Linked DNA regions of Arabidopsis thaliana: region 2 is linked to region 1. Evidence: chromatin contacts called from public capture Hi-C data. All regions are on one chromosome and are shown on one strand. The core of a region is the stretch at or near the end of the contact, and the rest is flanking DNA. Distances in the headings are between cores, read along the strand shown.

Evidence for each region. Capture Hi-C pulls out chosen DNA fragments and counts their contacts.
Region 2: a capture Hi-C map of shoot shows a contact between it and region 1, with 2.1 times the contacts expected there. A contact is called at or near these places in 1 of 26 Hi-C or Micro-C datasets (rosette leaf), 1 of 2 datasets of targeted methods (shoot) and 1 of 3 other capture datasets (shoot).

The regions. Positions count from the first base shown.
Region 1 is chr4:14,073,387-14,081,290 of TAIR10.1, forward strand. It overlaps HAE (Leucine-rich receptor-like protein kinase family protein), which reads left to right and starts at 4,290. Exons shown (of 2, transcript NM_118991.3): 1 at 4,290-7,109; 2 at 7,182-7,904. The coding sequence starts at 4,508. The coding sequence ends at 7,579. It overlaps AT4G28480 (DNAJ heat shock family protein), which reads left to right. Exons shown (of 3, transcript NM_118990.4): 1 at 1-88; 2 at 566-1,011; 3 at 1,270-1,885. The coding sequence ends at 1,705. DMP7 (transmembrane protein, putative (DUF679 domain membrane protein 7)) reads right to left here and starts at 2,625. Exons shown (of 3, transcript NM_148380.2): 1 at 2,548-2,625; 2 at 2,335-2,447; 3 at 1,849-2,241. The coding sequence starts at 2,625. The coding sequence ends at 1,935.
Region 2 is chr4:14,148,706-14,156,609 of TAIR10.1, forward strand. It overlaps AT4G28670 (cysteine-rich RECEPTOR-like kinase, putative (DUF26)), which reads left to right and starts at 2,682. Exons shown (of 8, transcript NM_119009.1): 1 at 2,682-3,104; 2 at 3,300-3,615; 3 at 3,715-3,840; 4 at 3,875-4,050; 5 at 4,136-4,346; 6 at 4,433-4,679; 7 at 4,762-4,912; 8 at 5,003-5,230. The coding sequence starts at 2,682. The coding sequence ends at 5,230. It overlaps PSB28 (photosystem II reaction center PSB28 protein), which reads left to right and starts at 1,144. Exons shown (of 2, transcript NM_119008.4): 1 at 1,144-1,372; 2 at 1,747-2,458. The coding sequence starts at 1,303. The coding sequence ends at 2,228. It overlaps TYRDC (L-tyrosine decarboxylase), which reads left to right and starts at 6,371. Exons shown (of 11, transcript NM_001341929.1): 1 at 6,371-6,480; 2 at 6,572-6,833; 3 at 6,950-7,022; 4 at 7,139-7,369; 5 at 7,650-7,819; 6 at 7,891-7,904. The coding sequence starts at 6,479.

The DNA of each region.
Region 1 (7,904 bases), core at 3,040-5,539:
ACTCGCTATGAAATGGCATCCTGATAAGAACCCTAACAACAAAAAAGACGCTGAGGCTAAGTTCAAGCAGATCTCTGAGGCCTACGATGTATGTGTTTGATTCCTCCACTGCTTTTGCTTTATTGAAATCGTCCCTAAAGTTTTGATTTTTATTTCTATTGAGAAATTTTCATTCCCTTGATACTGTCGGTGGTCACGAACTTGTTTCTGATTTTTGATATGAGATGCAATTAGTCTGATTTCACGATTTGATGTTGTGTTGGTTCGTGGGGTTTTTAGATTTCGTGTCCCTGAGTAATTCGAATCATAGTATATAGTAAAAGATGATTGCTTTATATTTGGGCAAGCTAGGTTATCTCCAAAGCTCTTAATTTGTGCTTTCTTTGCTGATCTTCTGAGTCATGATTTATCCGTTTTCTTAACTCTGTGATTGATTATTGAGAACCTCTTAGGCACTCTGTACTTGTCAATGTGTAGCTTAGGATTATGAGGAACATACTAAGATTGTTTGATTTGACTCAGGCTTTTATGAGGCTAATGTTGGTTTTTGTTGTGAGATGATTAGGTTCTTAGCGATCCTCAAAAGAGAGCTGTATATGATCAATACGGTGAGGAAGGGTTAAAAGGGAATGTGCCACCTCCCAATGCTGCTACTAGTGGAGCATCCTACTTCTCAACAGGAGATGGATCTTCGTCTTTCAGATTCAACCCGAGAAGTGCAGATGATATATTCGCTGAGTTTTTCGGGTTCTCGACCCCGTTTGGTGGCGGTGGTGGTGGCACTGGAGGGCAGAGATTCGCTAGCCGCATGTTTGGTGATGATATGTATGCCTCGTTTGGTGAAGGAGCAGGTGGAGGAGGAGCTATGCATCATCATCACCATCATCATCATCACGCTGCAGCTAGGAAAGTGGCTCCTATCGAGAACAAGTTGCCTTGTAGCCTTGAAGATCTCTACAAAGGAACCACCAAGAAGATGAAGATCTCCAGGGAGATTGTAGATGTCAGCGGGTAAGTGATTGAACTCAGATACCATTTCGATCACACTTATAACATTTTGTTATTAGGCTTATCTACTAGTCAACCTAGAGCATGGTTTTAGAAATATACAACCTCCCAAGTCCCAAGTATGATGAACATATATGAAACAAAGTTTCAAGCTTTTAGATTCTGCAACATTCCCCAGCTTCCATATGGTTAATTGTTGATTTGAGCTGACCCTAGTTGTTGTCTTAACAATATCTAATATCTGTCTTCTGGTAAATGCAGTAAGGCAATGCAAGTGGAAGAGATTCTAACGATTGGAGTGAAACCCGGGTGGAAGAAAGGCACAAAGATCACATTCCCAGAGAAAGGCAATGAGCATCCAGGTGTGATTCCAGCGGATCTAGTCTTCATCATTGACGAGAAACCCCATCCAGTGTTTACCCGTGAGGGCAACGACCTGATTGTCACACAGAAAGTCTCACTAGCTGATGCCTTAACAGGCTACACCGCAAACATAGCGACCCTTGATGGCCGTACACTTACAATCCCGATCACAAATGTGATCCATCCAGAGTATGAAGAGGTGGTTCCTAAAGAGGGAATGCCACTCCAGAAAGATCAGACAAAGAAAGGGAACTTAAGGATCAAGTTCAATATCAAGTTTCCAGCGAGATTAACTGCGGAACAGAAAGCTGGGTTTAAGAAGCTTATTGGGTGATGATTAAAGCATCTCTGTCTTGTGATGTGTGGAGATTGGGATAAATTTGGTAATATACAATTTATAGGGAATTATCTCCCTCTTCATTAAATTTCGTGTTGTTAAACAAGTCTTCTTTTTAAAGAATAGTTTTTTCAAGATTTGGTACATGTCCTCCATAAACAAAAATTGAAGATCACAAATCTTTTTGTTATACAAAAGTTTTTCAGTTCTTGTCTAGAGTATGAAATTATTCTTTGGTAAGGGGAGATCCGATGCCATGACGGCGTGTAGGGAACGCTAGGAAGAAGGCACCACAAATGACGCCGATGACAAAAGGTAAACTGGTAAGAATCTCCTTGGTTTCCTCGGAAGGAACGGGGAATAAACAACGGGTTACGTTCTGATCAAACATGGAGACTGCGAAGAAGACGAGCATTGACATGATTGCGTGAATAAAATCAAGAATCTTGAGCTTATACTTTTCCTTCTCCTCCTCCGTTAAAGTAATCGATCCATCCATCACTAATAGCCCACTCCACGTTGCCAACCCGTACCTAACCTGCAACATTAAGTTTGGTGCTTATGTCAACAAGTTGTTATGAATGGTACAAAACAGCGGAAAATGTGACAGAGATATGTATATATACCTTGCCGTTTGGGTCTCTAATGGAGTCGGTAAAGGAGAAGAGGAAGCAGGAGATGGCGCATAAGGAGACGAGGAAGCAGGTGAGCCAGCGACTGGTGATGGTGGGACACTGACCTTGATGGGTTAGGACCGGACACATTATTTGAAAACTCATTACAGAACCGGTTGGGAGCAGATTTGATAGATGAGCTGTTCCTTTGAATGTTTTCCTCACAACTCTCTCTACTTTCGACTTTGGTTTTCTTGGTGCCGACGGCAACGATGCTATCAATGACTGCTTCGTCTCCTCCATCTTCAATTGTTTTTTCGTTAATCACTCTGCAAATTCGAATGATTATATATGTTTCTTTTTTTTGTCTCTATGGTTAATTCTGATTTGAAAGAATTGCACAAGATTTTATGGGTTTCGATTTCTTTCTTTTTTGGTGTTTGCTTCCGTTGAGTTGTTTGTTCAGGTTTCAAGGTTGATATTCTGTTCTTCCATTTTTATGTTTCTGTTGCATGTCAGGATTAGCAATAAAAAACGTAAAAACCAAATAACATTTGAGTAACGAAACAAGAAATAGGAGTTTTGTAACAGAAAGGATTAAACTAAAACTCTGTCACCGTTTCCTAAGAAGATATATCATTATCAAAGTTACTTTTATTATATTGATATAGTAAAACTTTGCTAAACTAGTAAAAACTAGTTTTTCGAAAATAATCTAGATTAGAATTCTCCAAAGACGTGGCTTAATTCTAATCTGTCTAACGTATGGACCATAAAGAATTGTATTAAATTGGTCTTTGAACGAATTTATTCTTCGGCTAAAAGAGGTTATCGGTTGTGAAGTGGACCTGCAATTTCATTTGTTTGTTCATAAGAATATATGAACGAGAACTTAGGTGACCTCTATTTCATATAACTTTTACATACTGCATACTGGTAAATCATATGAAATATGGACTTTTAAAACGAAACAAAAATCACGTATAACCCTATTAGTGTATATAGAGTCTCTGTTGTGTTGAGACTCTGTTGTGTTGAGACTCTATATACACTAATAAACCCTTTTTACTTCTTTGTTCCATACGAATTAAGCTTCAGAATAACAGAATTTAAGAGAATATCGTTATTAACAGCAAAAGTCCAAAACAATTAAAAGGCAGAGTGCTTGTGGAGACGTAAAGGGAATGCAAACTAAGAAGAAGAAAAGTCATTATCGTTAGAGGACCAAAGACTTAAACATTATTGGATTAAGGTGACATCATAGTGCATAGTGCGTTGTACCATCGCGCAAACTCGTGATATTCGATCACGGATTAAAGCCATGATCTATCATTTTCTCTTCTTTCCCCCCTTAAATCTCGTTGTTTTTTCAAATCATAGTGACTGTTGCTTTTCCCATCGAAATGAAAGTAATCTAACAAAATCTACTGTTAGATCATGTTTCTCCGACCAACCAAATTTGACCTTGTCTACATATACACGTGGCTTCACAAATGCGCATCAAGCAATTGGAACTTGGAAGCATCACTATAGTTCTAAACTTCCAATTAAAAGATTGTTAGTCAATCTAGGGTTGGGATCATAGGTGGCTAAGTTTTCGGTTTAACAAATTTTCGAGATCATCGATATAAAATCATAGGATATGTCCTCATCACAATACAGTATACACACACACATAAGTGATTAAGTTATGCATTCATAACATTAATCCAGAAGCTTTATATGCAGACTCGAAAAGTCAACATAAATCCAGCATTACATGGCCCATTTGTCTCCATCATTTTGACCATCATAGCATTTCAGTTGACTTGGAGAGTGACCATTGGTCCATTCTGTTTCTTTTCAAATGAACAATTAAATGTTTGTTCATTTATCAAAAAAATATTTTTTATAAAATTACCTTATGTAATTATTCATAATCCGATTTTTTTTTAATATCACTTTACAAATTTGTTTATGATTTATATGTACAGTAGTACTTTGCTCCGTAATCGATTTCACATGGATGTATACTATTGCCTCCTAATTCTTCCAATATCGGAAAACATGTCTCACCCATGTCTTGTCACAGTGCTCGTTTCCCTTTTTGCTTCTACAATTCCTTATAATTACCAATCCATAATTTCGTTTTATTCACAAATCCAAAGCATGAAAAAAGAAGAATAACGATTCCTTTTCCAAAAAAATGCTTTATTGTCTTATTCTCCTCCTATGTCTCTCTTCTACGTATCTACCAAGTCTATCTCTAAACCAAGATGCCACCATTCTCCGGCAAGCCAAACTGGGCTTATCCGACCCGGCCCAGTCCCTATCTTCATGGTCCGACAACAACGACGTCACCCCATGCAAGTGGCTAGGCGTGAGCTGCGACGCCACGTCAAACGTTGTCTCCGTCGATCTCTCAAGCTTCATGCTCGTCGGACCTTTCCCCTCCATCCTCTGCCACCTTCCTTCTCTCCATTCCCTCTCTCTATATAATAACTCCATCAATGGCTCTCTCTCCGCCGACGACTTCGATACGTGTCACAATCTCATCAGTCTTGATTTATCGGAGAATCTATTGGTTGGATCCATCCCAAAGTCACTTCCTTTCAATCTCCCAAACCTCAAGTTCCTTGAAATCTCCGGAAACAACTTATCAGACACGATCCCGTCGAGCTTCGGAGAGTTTCGAAAGCTTGAGTCTTTAAACCTCGCCGGTAACTTCCTCTCCGGTACAATTCCCGCCTCTCTCGGTAACGTCACGACTCTTAAAGAACTCAAACTCGCTTACAATTTGTTTTCTCCGAGTCAAATCCCGAGTCAACTCGGAAACCTCACGGAGCTCCAAGTTCTCTGGCTCGCCGGCTGCAACCTCGTCGGTCCGATACCTCCGTCTCTGTCCCGGTTAACTAGTTTGGTTAACTTGGATTTGACATTTAACCAACTCACAGGATCTATCCCAAGTTGGATCACGCAGCTAAAAACCGTCGAGCAAATCGAACTATTCAACAACTCGTTCTCAGGCGAGTTACCAGAATCCATGGGTAACATGACGACGCTAAAAAGATTCGACGCGTCGATGAATAAGCTGACAGGAAAAATACCCGACAACTTGAATCTGTTAAACCTCGAGTCACTCAATCTCTTCGAGAACATGCTCGAAGGTCCTTTACCGGAGAGCATAACTCGCTCCAAAACCTTGTCAGAACTCAAGCTTTTCAACAACAGACTCACCGGAGTATTACCGAGTCAACTCGGCGCTAACTCACCGTTACAGTACGTGGACTTATCGTATAACCGATTTTCCGGCGAAATACCGGCGAATGTCTGCGGTGAAGGGAAGCTAGAGTATCTAATTCTTATAGACAATTCGTTTTCAGGAGAAATCTCTAATAATCTCGGAAAGTGTAAGAGCTTGACCCGGGTCCGATTGAGTAACAACAAGCTTTCGGGTCAAATCCCACATGGATTCTGGGGATTGCCTCGCTTGTCACTTCTCGAACTCTCTGACAATTCGTTCACCGGAAGTATTCCTAAGACGATCATCGGCGCGAAGAATCTATCGAACCTACGAATCTCAAAGAATCGATTTTCAGGTTCAATCCCCAACGAAATCGGATCGCTTAACGGAATAATCGAGATTTCCGGAGCGGAGAATGATTTCTCCGGTGAGATTCCTGAAAGCTTGGTGAAATTGAAGCAATTGAGCAGGCTTGATCTCAGTAAGAATCAACTCTCCGGTGAGATTCCTAGAGAACTTCGTGGTTGGAAGAATCTAAACGAGCTTAATTTGGCTAATAATCATCTCTCCGGTGAAATCCCTAAAGAAGTCGGAATCTTACCTGTTCTCAATTACCTTGACCTTTCAAGCAATCAATTCTCCGGTGAGATTCCGTTGGAGTTACAGAATCTGAAGCTAAACGTTTTAAACCTTTCGTATAATCACCTCTCCGGTAAAATCCCTCCTCTCTACGCTAATAAAATCTACGCACATGACTTCATCGGAAATCCCGGTTTATGTGTTGATCTCGACGGCCTTTGTCGGAAGATCACACGGTCTAAAAACATCGGCTATGTATGGATTCTTTTAACGATTTTCTTACTCGCCGGTTTGGTTTTCGTTGTCGGGATCGTTATGTTCATTGCCAAGTGTAGAAAACTCAGAGCTTTGAAGAGTTCTACTTTAGCAGCGTCGAAATGGAGATCATTCCACAAGCTTCATTTCAGTGAGCACGAGATAGCTGATTGTCTCGATGAAAAGAACGTAATCGGGTTTGGATCTTCTGGTAAAGTCTATAAAGTTGAGCTTAGAGGTGGAGAAGTTGTAGCTGTGAAGAAACTTAACAAAAGTGTTAAAGGAGGAGATGATGAATACAGTAGTGATTCGTTGAATAGAGATGTTTTTGCAGCGGAGGTTGAAACGTTGGGGACGATTAGGCACAAGAGTATTGTGCGTTTGTGGTGTTGTTGCAGCTCTGGTGATTGTAAGTTGTTGGTGTATGAGTACATGCCTAATGGGAGCTTAGCTGATGTGTTGCATGGTGACCGCAAAGGCGGTGTTGTGTTGGGTTGGCCAGAGCGGTTGAGGATTGCTTTGGACGCTGCCGAGGGTTTATCATACTTGCACCATGATTGTGTTCCTCCCATTGTGCACCGCGATGTGAAGTCGAGTAACATACTGCTAGATAGCGATTATGGGGCTAAAGTTGCTGACTTTGGGATCGCTAAAGTCGGTCAGATGAGTGGTTCCAAAACTCCAGAAGCTATGTCCGGGATCGCCGGTTCTTGTGGTTACATTGCACCAGGTATAAACCAAAACATATTTCAGCTGCATTTTGTAACTTTTGATCTTATATTAATAGTTTTCAATTTTGCAGAATACGTATACACACTTCGGGTGAATGAAAAGAGCGATATCTACAGCTTTGGTGTGGTGCTTTTGGAACTGGTTACAGGGAAGCAACCAACTGATTCAGAACTTGGAGATAAAGATATGGCAAAATGGGTGTGCACTGCACTTGACAAATGCGGTTTAGAACCCGTGATCGATCCCAAACTCGATCTCAAGTTCAAAGAAGAAATTAGTAAAGTCATTCACATTGGTCTACTCTGTACGAGTCCTCTCCCTCTAAACAGACCTTCCATGAGAAAAGTTGTGATCATGCTTCAAGAAGTCTCTGGTGCTGTTCCTTGTAGCAGTCCAAACACATCTAAACGATCTAAAACCGGTGGGAAACTCTCGCCTTACTACACGGAAGACTTGAACAGCGTTTGAACATTCCAATATGGGCTGAGAATCGGTTTGGGCCGGGGATAGCAATTTGATGTTATGATGCTAGGTGAACTGTAAGAAAGATATCAAAAACAGAAAAGTGGAGCTTTCTGATTAGGTAATTGCTCTTAAAGCTAATATAAAGTTATAATTTGGATATTAATTTTAATTTAACGCAATATTTGCAATATTTGGTGGTTGGTCCACCCAATAGCCAACCTTATTTAAACTCGAGCTCGTTACCAGTTCAATTTTGGAAAACGGATCGATTCTGACGAGTGATGATCAATATTTTTTTTTCTAATTTTTTTTTCATATTCTTATAAAG
Region 2 (7,904 bases), core at 1,432-3,931, 74 kb after region 1:
TAATTTTTATTTTTTTTTCAGACTGCCCAATTAGCATAGCATAGTAATTTGATATCACTAAAAAGAATCCAAACTTGATAAATAATAACCGTGACAAATTCAACACCAAGATGTTTAAAAACTCAAACAGATATGTATGTATCAAGAACGGGTCGAGGTAAACTAACTGATCAATTTGATAAAGGATAAGATAAGCTAAATGCTAAATGATTTGTGGGAAAATGGCAGAGAAATGCACACGCATAATATTCATCAAAACAATTATTGTAATACTCCAACAATTACCCACTCCTCTTACTGATTTCATGTTTCCATCCTTCTTATTACAGTACTAAACACAAACTGTTGCTTCACATGCACTCATGTGGACCTGTCTTTTATACAATTGTTTTTTCTTTCTTATTATTTGTTGTTTTTAGAAAACATTCCGATCCGTAGTTAAGTTCTTCATTTGCTTAATTATCCTTTCGATCGTTGGATAAAATACCTTAAATTCTACGATTACTCAGTAAGTAATTTTTTTTTATATAATTGATAGAATACACTTTTCAGTTTTGAATCTTTCGACTGATCACTGATATATACAATATCTTAGGAAAATAAATAAATTTGATCTACACCATAAATATTATAATAATCAATTATTACCCAAAAGAACAATGGATGGTTTATAGGAGATTTTATAGACTATAGATCATAAAGAAATAAACACTTACAAGAGGTTTGAAGGCTTAATGGGATGCATGTGGATCAGCACCTATAGTGACTTAATTTAGTATTAATTTCTGTATTATCAGAGAGAGAAACCTAATCCCACAAATAAGTACCTAAACTCTTTGCAAATGGTGTTTTGTTGGGTTATATTATTAATACCATACTAATTAATATATTAACAAGTAAGTATGTATGCTGACGATTCGTCACATGGCCATCAGGGATCAGGCCATGGGATTCGCTATGGCATCACAGACTTGAGAGTCCAGCTTTTCCTTACGATCTACACGCATGTGCCACGTGTGTTTCATGCATCTTAAAAACCTCTGAGACAGCAAGAGACTCTCTGACTCTGTCTAAAGCCAAAATGGGTTTATTATATGACAATTTGACCAAAATGGGCTTATTATAAACATCTCGGGCCTAAAGGTAAAAGCCCATAAGTTGAGACGATGACGGTATCCAAATGAAGGAACGGCTTTGGTAGTGACACGTCACGATTCTCCCGCCACCACACCACAGCTTTTTGCTTCATCTCCTTCTTACTCTCTGTGTCTCTAACTCCTCGTGCACTCAGACATCACAGATATGGCTTGTGTTCGGTCGATTGGTTCTTTAACTTCTGTCAACCATTCTCAACGAAATGTTCCTCGCTCAGGTACGCGAAAAAACCCTAATTTCGCACTTTTGATTCGTCGAATTGGTAGTTGAAATCTTCGTGTTGCATGTAGCTTGAATAAGGAAAATTTCCCGTAATTTTCGGTATAATGCTGAATCCGAAACTGTAACGAGATTTATCGGAAACGAATCGGTATAAATCGTGTTTCTTTGCGAGCTCATGATTTCTCTGATTTGATAAACAAGTTGTTAAGGCAGTAACTTGATGTAATCTGATCATGGTTTCATAGTAAATGTGTGTTCTAAGTAATTGTGGATTAGGGTTATGGAAAAAGATTGGATTTTTACATGTCTCGCTATCAATTAACTTCAAGTGTGTAATTAAGAACCATAGTTTGATCCCTTTTGTTGCAGGCATTGTCTTATCTTCATGCTCTGTTCTTCCCATCAAAAGCTCATCTTTCACTGGATCCCCTGTTTCTCTCCCGCGGGCTCAACCATCATCCCGAACAGCTCTAAGACCGATGAAACCCGTCTCTATCACGATGATGGTAAAGCCGGCGCTCCAATTCATCCAAGGGACGGATGAGATGACAATCCCTGATGTTAAGCTGACTCGATCAAGAGACGGAAGCAACGGAATGGCACTGTTCTCTTTCGACCAACCATCCGTTTTCGACTCGAGCGGTGAAGTCGGAGAGATTACAGGATTGTACATGATTGATGAGGAAGGTGTGATTCAGTCGACGGATGTGAACGCGAGATTCGTGAATGGGAAACCGGAAGGGATTGTGGCGAAGCACATAATGCGATCGCCGAAAGAATGGGACAGGTTCATGAGGTTTATGGAGCGATACTCGGACCAGAATGGCTTGCAGTTTGTTAAGAAGCAATGAGGTTGGAGAGAATTTTCAATGAGCAAAACAAAATGTGTATGTTACATTAAATTTTTTCACTCTTTTGATTTATAATCTTGTACTCTCCTAGTTTTGATCTTTACTTGAGTTTCAACTTACAATGGTAATCTAGGCTTTTGTTCTGATTAAATTTGGTTTAATCTAAACAAATCCATGATTTTACTAAAGGTATGATCATAATTTCATTATGAATTGTGCTATTAGTCAAATACTTAACTGTGTTTGTGTTTATATTACGAGTGTTCAATCCAATTAAACCAAAACCGTGTAAGAGATTTAAAATAGAAAACACACTCCACTGAAATTGAACAGAATCAAAACTAAACCGAACTTTGAGCATATCCGGTTTTAAGTTGATGACCATATATAGCCAAAAGTCGTTAAGAATAGTTTATTATGAAAAGGGGCATCAAAGCATTGTTCCTCTGCATCATGGCATCGACGTTAATCTCTTCTTTGGCCGTTGTCTTGCCGTTAACGTTACTAGCTCCGTCAATGTCCATGAAAATCTCTCGAATCGACGTCCTCGGATATATTTGTAACAACGGCACCGTCTCCAACGAGGAGGCTTACCGGAGATCATATCAGATTAACCTCGACGCGATCAGAGGTGATATGAGGCATGTCAAGTTTGGAACTCATGAACATGGAGATCCTCCGGAGAGAATGTACGTTTTGTCGCAGTGTGTTAGCGATCTCTCATCCGACGAATGTAGTTTATGTTGGTCACGTGCTACCGATCTCCTCTCTCAATGTTTCCCGGCCACCGGTGGTTGGTTTCACCTCGACGGTTGTTTCGTTAGAGCTGATAATTACAGCTTCTATCAAGAACCTGTTTCTCATCAGGACACCAAGGTAGATGGTTATGTTTTGTCAGAAATCTCATATCGAAAATATGATGGGACTAGTAATATATAAGTGCTATAGTTGGATCAATTCTGCACAAACTTGTCTAATACAGAACTTAATCCTAGGAATTTAGTGTGGATCCGATTCTTGAAGAACAATCAACTAAATTGTCCTAATATGTCGACCATTTTGGGAATGTAGATATGTGCTAGTGATAAGGAGAAGTCTGCAGAATTCAAAGGTTTAGTAAAGGAAGTGACCAAATCCATTGTTGAGGCGGCTCCATATAGTCGAGGTTTCTCGGTGGCTAAAATGGGAATCCGGGATTTAACGGTTTACGGGTTGGGAGTATGCTGGCGAACGCTAAATGATGAGTTGTGCAAATTATGCTTAGCAGATGGAGCTTTATCGGTTACGAGCTGCTTACCATCCAAAGAAGGTTTTGCCTTGAATGCAGGATGCTACTTGCGTTACTCTAACTATACCTTCTATAATGAACGTGGATTGCTTGCTATGAGTATGTCTCTGTCTCTGTCTCATAACACTTGTGTTATTTGTAAAAATTGTGATCCGTTTGTATTATGATCATAACATTTCTTGTATGTTTTTCTTGTAGGCTTCACTAAAGAAAACCTTACGTATATATTTGTTATTTCCATGGTGGGTGTGTTGGCTATTGCAGCTGGATTTTGGTGTGGAAAATGCTTCTATATGCGAACTAGTCCAAAGAAGAAGATTAAAGGTAAGTTCCACAAGACTATATTGTGCTCATAAAGGAACTAAGACTAAAAAGTTTCATTTGTTTGGACATCTAAGGATAGAGAAAGAGTCAGAGTCAATATGTACTGAGTCACACTTGATGAGCTTTGAGTATTCAACTCTTAAAAAAGCAACCAACAACTTCAATGAGAGTTGCAAGCTTGGTGTTGGTGGATATGGTGAAGTCTTCAAGGTTTCTCTCTTCTCTGTATAACTATCTTTCTTTACACTTTACCACTATGTTGATTGATTAAAAATCCTTATTGTCTTTTTGACAGGGAACTCTGTCTGACGGTAGAGAAATTGCGATTAAACGACTACATGTATCAGGAAAGAAGCCACGGGATGAGATCCATAATGAAATAGATGTGATTAGTAGATGCCAACACAAGAACTTGGTTAGGCTCTTAGGTTGCTGCTTCACTAACATGAATAGTTTCATTGTTTATGAGTTCCTCGCCAATACAAGCCTTGATCATATCTTGTTTAGTAAGACACTCTTCTCTAATCACGCACATATCTTCTTACTTGTTTGAAAAGTTTCTAAACATTTTTTCCTTGACATGGAAATGAAGACCCGGAGAAGAAGAAAGAGCTTGACTGGAAGAAGAGGCGAACCATAATCTTAGGAACAGCTGAAGGGTTAGAGTATCTTCACGAAACGTGCAAGATCATTCACAGAGATATCAAAGCAAGCAACATTCTGTTAGACTTAAAGTACAAACCTAAAATATCAGATTTTGGATTAGCCAAGTTTTATCCAGAAGGTGGCAAAGACATCCCTGCTTCTTCTCTTTCTCCTTCTTCAATTGCGGGCACTCTGTAAGTCCTTTCAATACAAAGAACTTCGTAGAGGTCCTTACTATTGGTCTGATTTAGAATGTGAATGTTACATTGTTTACAGAGGATATATGGCTCCTGAATACATTAGCAAGGGAAGACTAAGCAATAAAATCGATGCTTATAGCTTCGGAGTTCTTGTTCTCGAAATAACCAGCGGTTTTCGAAACAATAAGTTCCGGTCTGATAACTCCCTTGAAACCTTAGTTACTCAAGTGAGTCTCCATCTTCATCACATCAATCTTTAACTCTCCGAGTGACCTTCATATATAACCCATTTTCGAACCTTTTAATTTCTTGAACAGGTTTGGAAATGTTTTGCTTCAAACAAGATGGAAGAGATGATAGACAAAGATATGGGAGAAGATACAGATAAGCAAGAAATGAAGAGAGTGATGCAGATCGGTTTGTTGTGCACACAAGAGTCTCCACAACTTCGTCCAACAATGTCTAAGGTTATACAAATGGTTAGTTCCACAGATATTGTATTGCCCACTCCTACTAAACCACCTTTCCTTCATGATTCCATGTAAAAATTCATGTAGAATTTATATAGATTCCTCAATTCCTTATTGTTAATAACACATTACTAGAAAACATACAAATAATCATTGTGTATTTCGTACGAATAACTATTAAAAATTATGTTTATTTTTCTTCTAAGTTATGTAGATAGATTCAAAATATATATTTTTGAGATTCATCCCAATATTAACACCTATATATATGTTTATATATGATTAATCTCAAAATATAATACAATGTGATAAAATAAATGAATGAGATAAAGACTGGTCTGACGAATGTGTATCATTGTCTGATAAGTTAGTTAGTGCCTTGTGTTGTTATTTGTGGAAGGCTTGTACTGTTCCAACCGTCCATTACTTTTTTTGAGAAAATTTGTTGAGAGGGCAATTTTCAAGTTTGTAAATTTGCCACTTCAATAACTTCTTTGATTTGATTTGTCAATTAGGTAGTTCTTACTTCTTACTACATTGATGTCATGCACTTTCATTTAGCTGTCATTTTAGAGAAGAAATTACAAAAACGTTATTATTTTAACTAACTACTTATGTGGAATACTATCTCATTTCGGGGGTACATTGTTTTAACGGTGGCGATAAAAAGTGTTTTGTAACAGTGAATAGAGAATAATATACTGTTGACACATGATAGTGTAAAAGTGAACATTATATAACGAACAAGTGTGTGGTAAATACTATCACCAGGGTAAAGTAAAGACATTGTTGTATTAATGTGACCCATGCTGACGAAAATATGTATGTCTGTGACTCATAATGACAAAAATTATTAATCATACATCATGTCATCACTTTGCCTTAATTTGTTGGTTAATATAGAGCATATGTTGGCTAATAAAAAGAAGAAGAAGAAACTATCAAAATAAAAATTACGAGAACGTTACAAAAGTAAAAAAATTAGATGCATACATGTGTTAAATGTTTTATAAAGTTTAATTTGTGTGGAGTATATCATTTTTGAACAAATAACCATAAATAGAAAAACAAGAAAATACTCAATTCTTAAGTCAAAAATAGTATTACCAAAGTCAAAAATAGATGTACGCATGTGTTCTTCGAGTATCTCAATTCTTTCGAAGGTATTATATATTTTATATTTATGCTAAAATTTTACAGCTTCTATGATAGAGAGTGACTTATTATACTATATAAACGCTAGACCATTGAGTGATGCAAATCACAAAGCTTCTTTAATAACACACATACAGATTCTTTCAACAGCTGCCACTACCTTTCGAAATGTAAGCATCTCCTCTAATCTCCATCATTTTTCAGAATGTGTTACAAATGAAATATAATAAAAATGTTTAAACCCCAACATATGTATGACAGGGAATTTGGTACCGGCAACGGCTACAGCAACGGGAACGGCTACACCAATGGAAACGGCCACACCAACGGAAACGGCAATTACAACGGCAATGGCCACGTTAATGGTAACGGAAAAGCTAACGGAGCCAAGGTGGTAAAGATGAAACCAATGGACAGTGAGTTGCTGAGAGAGCAAGGTCACATAATGGTTGATTTTATTGCTGATTATTACAAAAACCTTCAAGACTCGCCTCAAGATTTCCCTGTTCTGTCCCAAGTTCAGGTTTCTTAACTTCTGAACTTTTCACTACAATTTATGTAATGTAACCAGTCATTATTTGTGTGTGTATACATATTTAGAGTGTGTTTTTAATATATAACAAACATTTTGGGTCGCAGCCTGGTTATCTCCGTGACATGTTGCCTGATTCAGCACCTGAACGACCTGAATCGTTAAAAGAACTTCTCGACGGTACGTAACATATTTCTATTTTATAGCAAAACTAGTAACATGAACGTACAAACCCACATTTATATAATTTTAATTAAATGGGATTTTAATTTTGTTGCATAAACTTTTTGTTATAGATGTTTCGAAGAAGATAATGCCGGGGATAACTCATTGGCAAAGCCCGAGTTACTTTGCATACTATGCATCAAGCACGAGTGTGGCTGGATTCTTAGGAGAGATGCTTAACGCCGGCCTGAGCGTCGTCGGTTTTACCTGGCTCACTTCTCCTGCCGCTACTGAGCTCGAAATCATCGTTCTTGATTGGCTTGCTAAATTGCTACAACTCCCCGACCATTTTCTCTCCACAGGTTCGTCATTATTCATTAATTTGATCTAATTCTTCTTAAAGATTGAAAGACTTTACCACTATTTTAAATTTACATATAGATGACAATCTACGTTTTCGTCACTGTATCTTAGCGACCATACGTTTTTGTGACCACATAAAATTATATCAAATTAATAGAGAATGCAATTGGGACCGTATATAGTCAAAAAAAAAAGGCTGCATAAAAAATAAAAATAAATAGTAACAATATTTGTACAAGCGAGCATTTAATTCAATGACTTCATAACAATGAATGATAGGAAAAGGAAATGGAGGAGGAGTAATCCAAGGGACAGGATGTGAAGCAGTGCTTGTGGTAGTATTAGCTGCTAGAGACAGAATTCTGAAGAAAGTTGGCAAAACATTACTTCCTCAACTTGTTGTCTATGGCTCTGACCAAACCCATTCTAGTTTCCGAAAAGCTTGTCTGGTTGGTATAGTATTTAATTTACTTTTGTACAATAACAATTCACTGATTAATAACTGTGATGATGTTCATAGATTGGTGGGATACA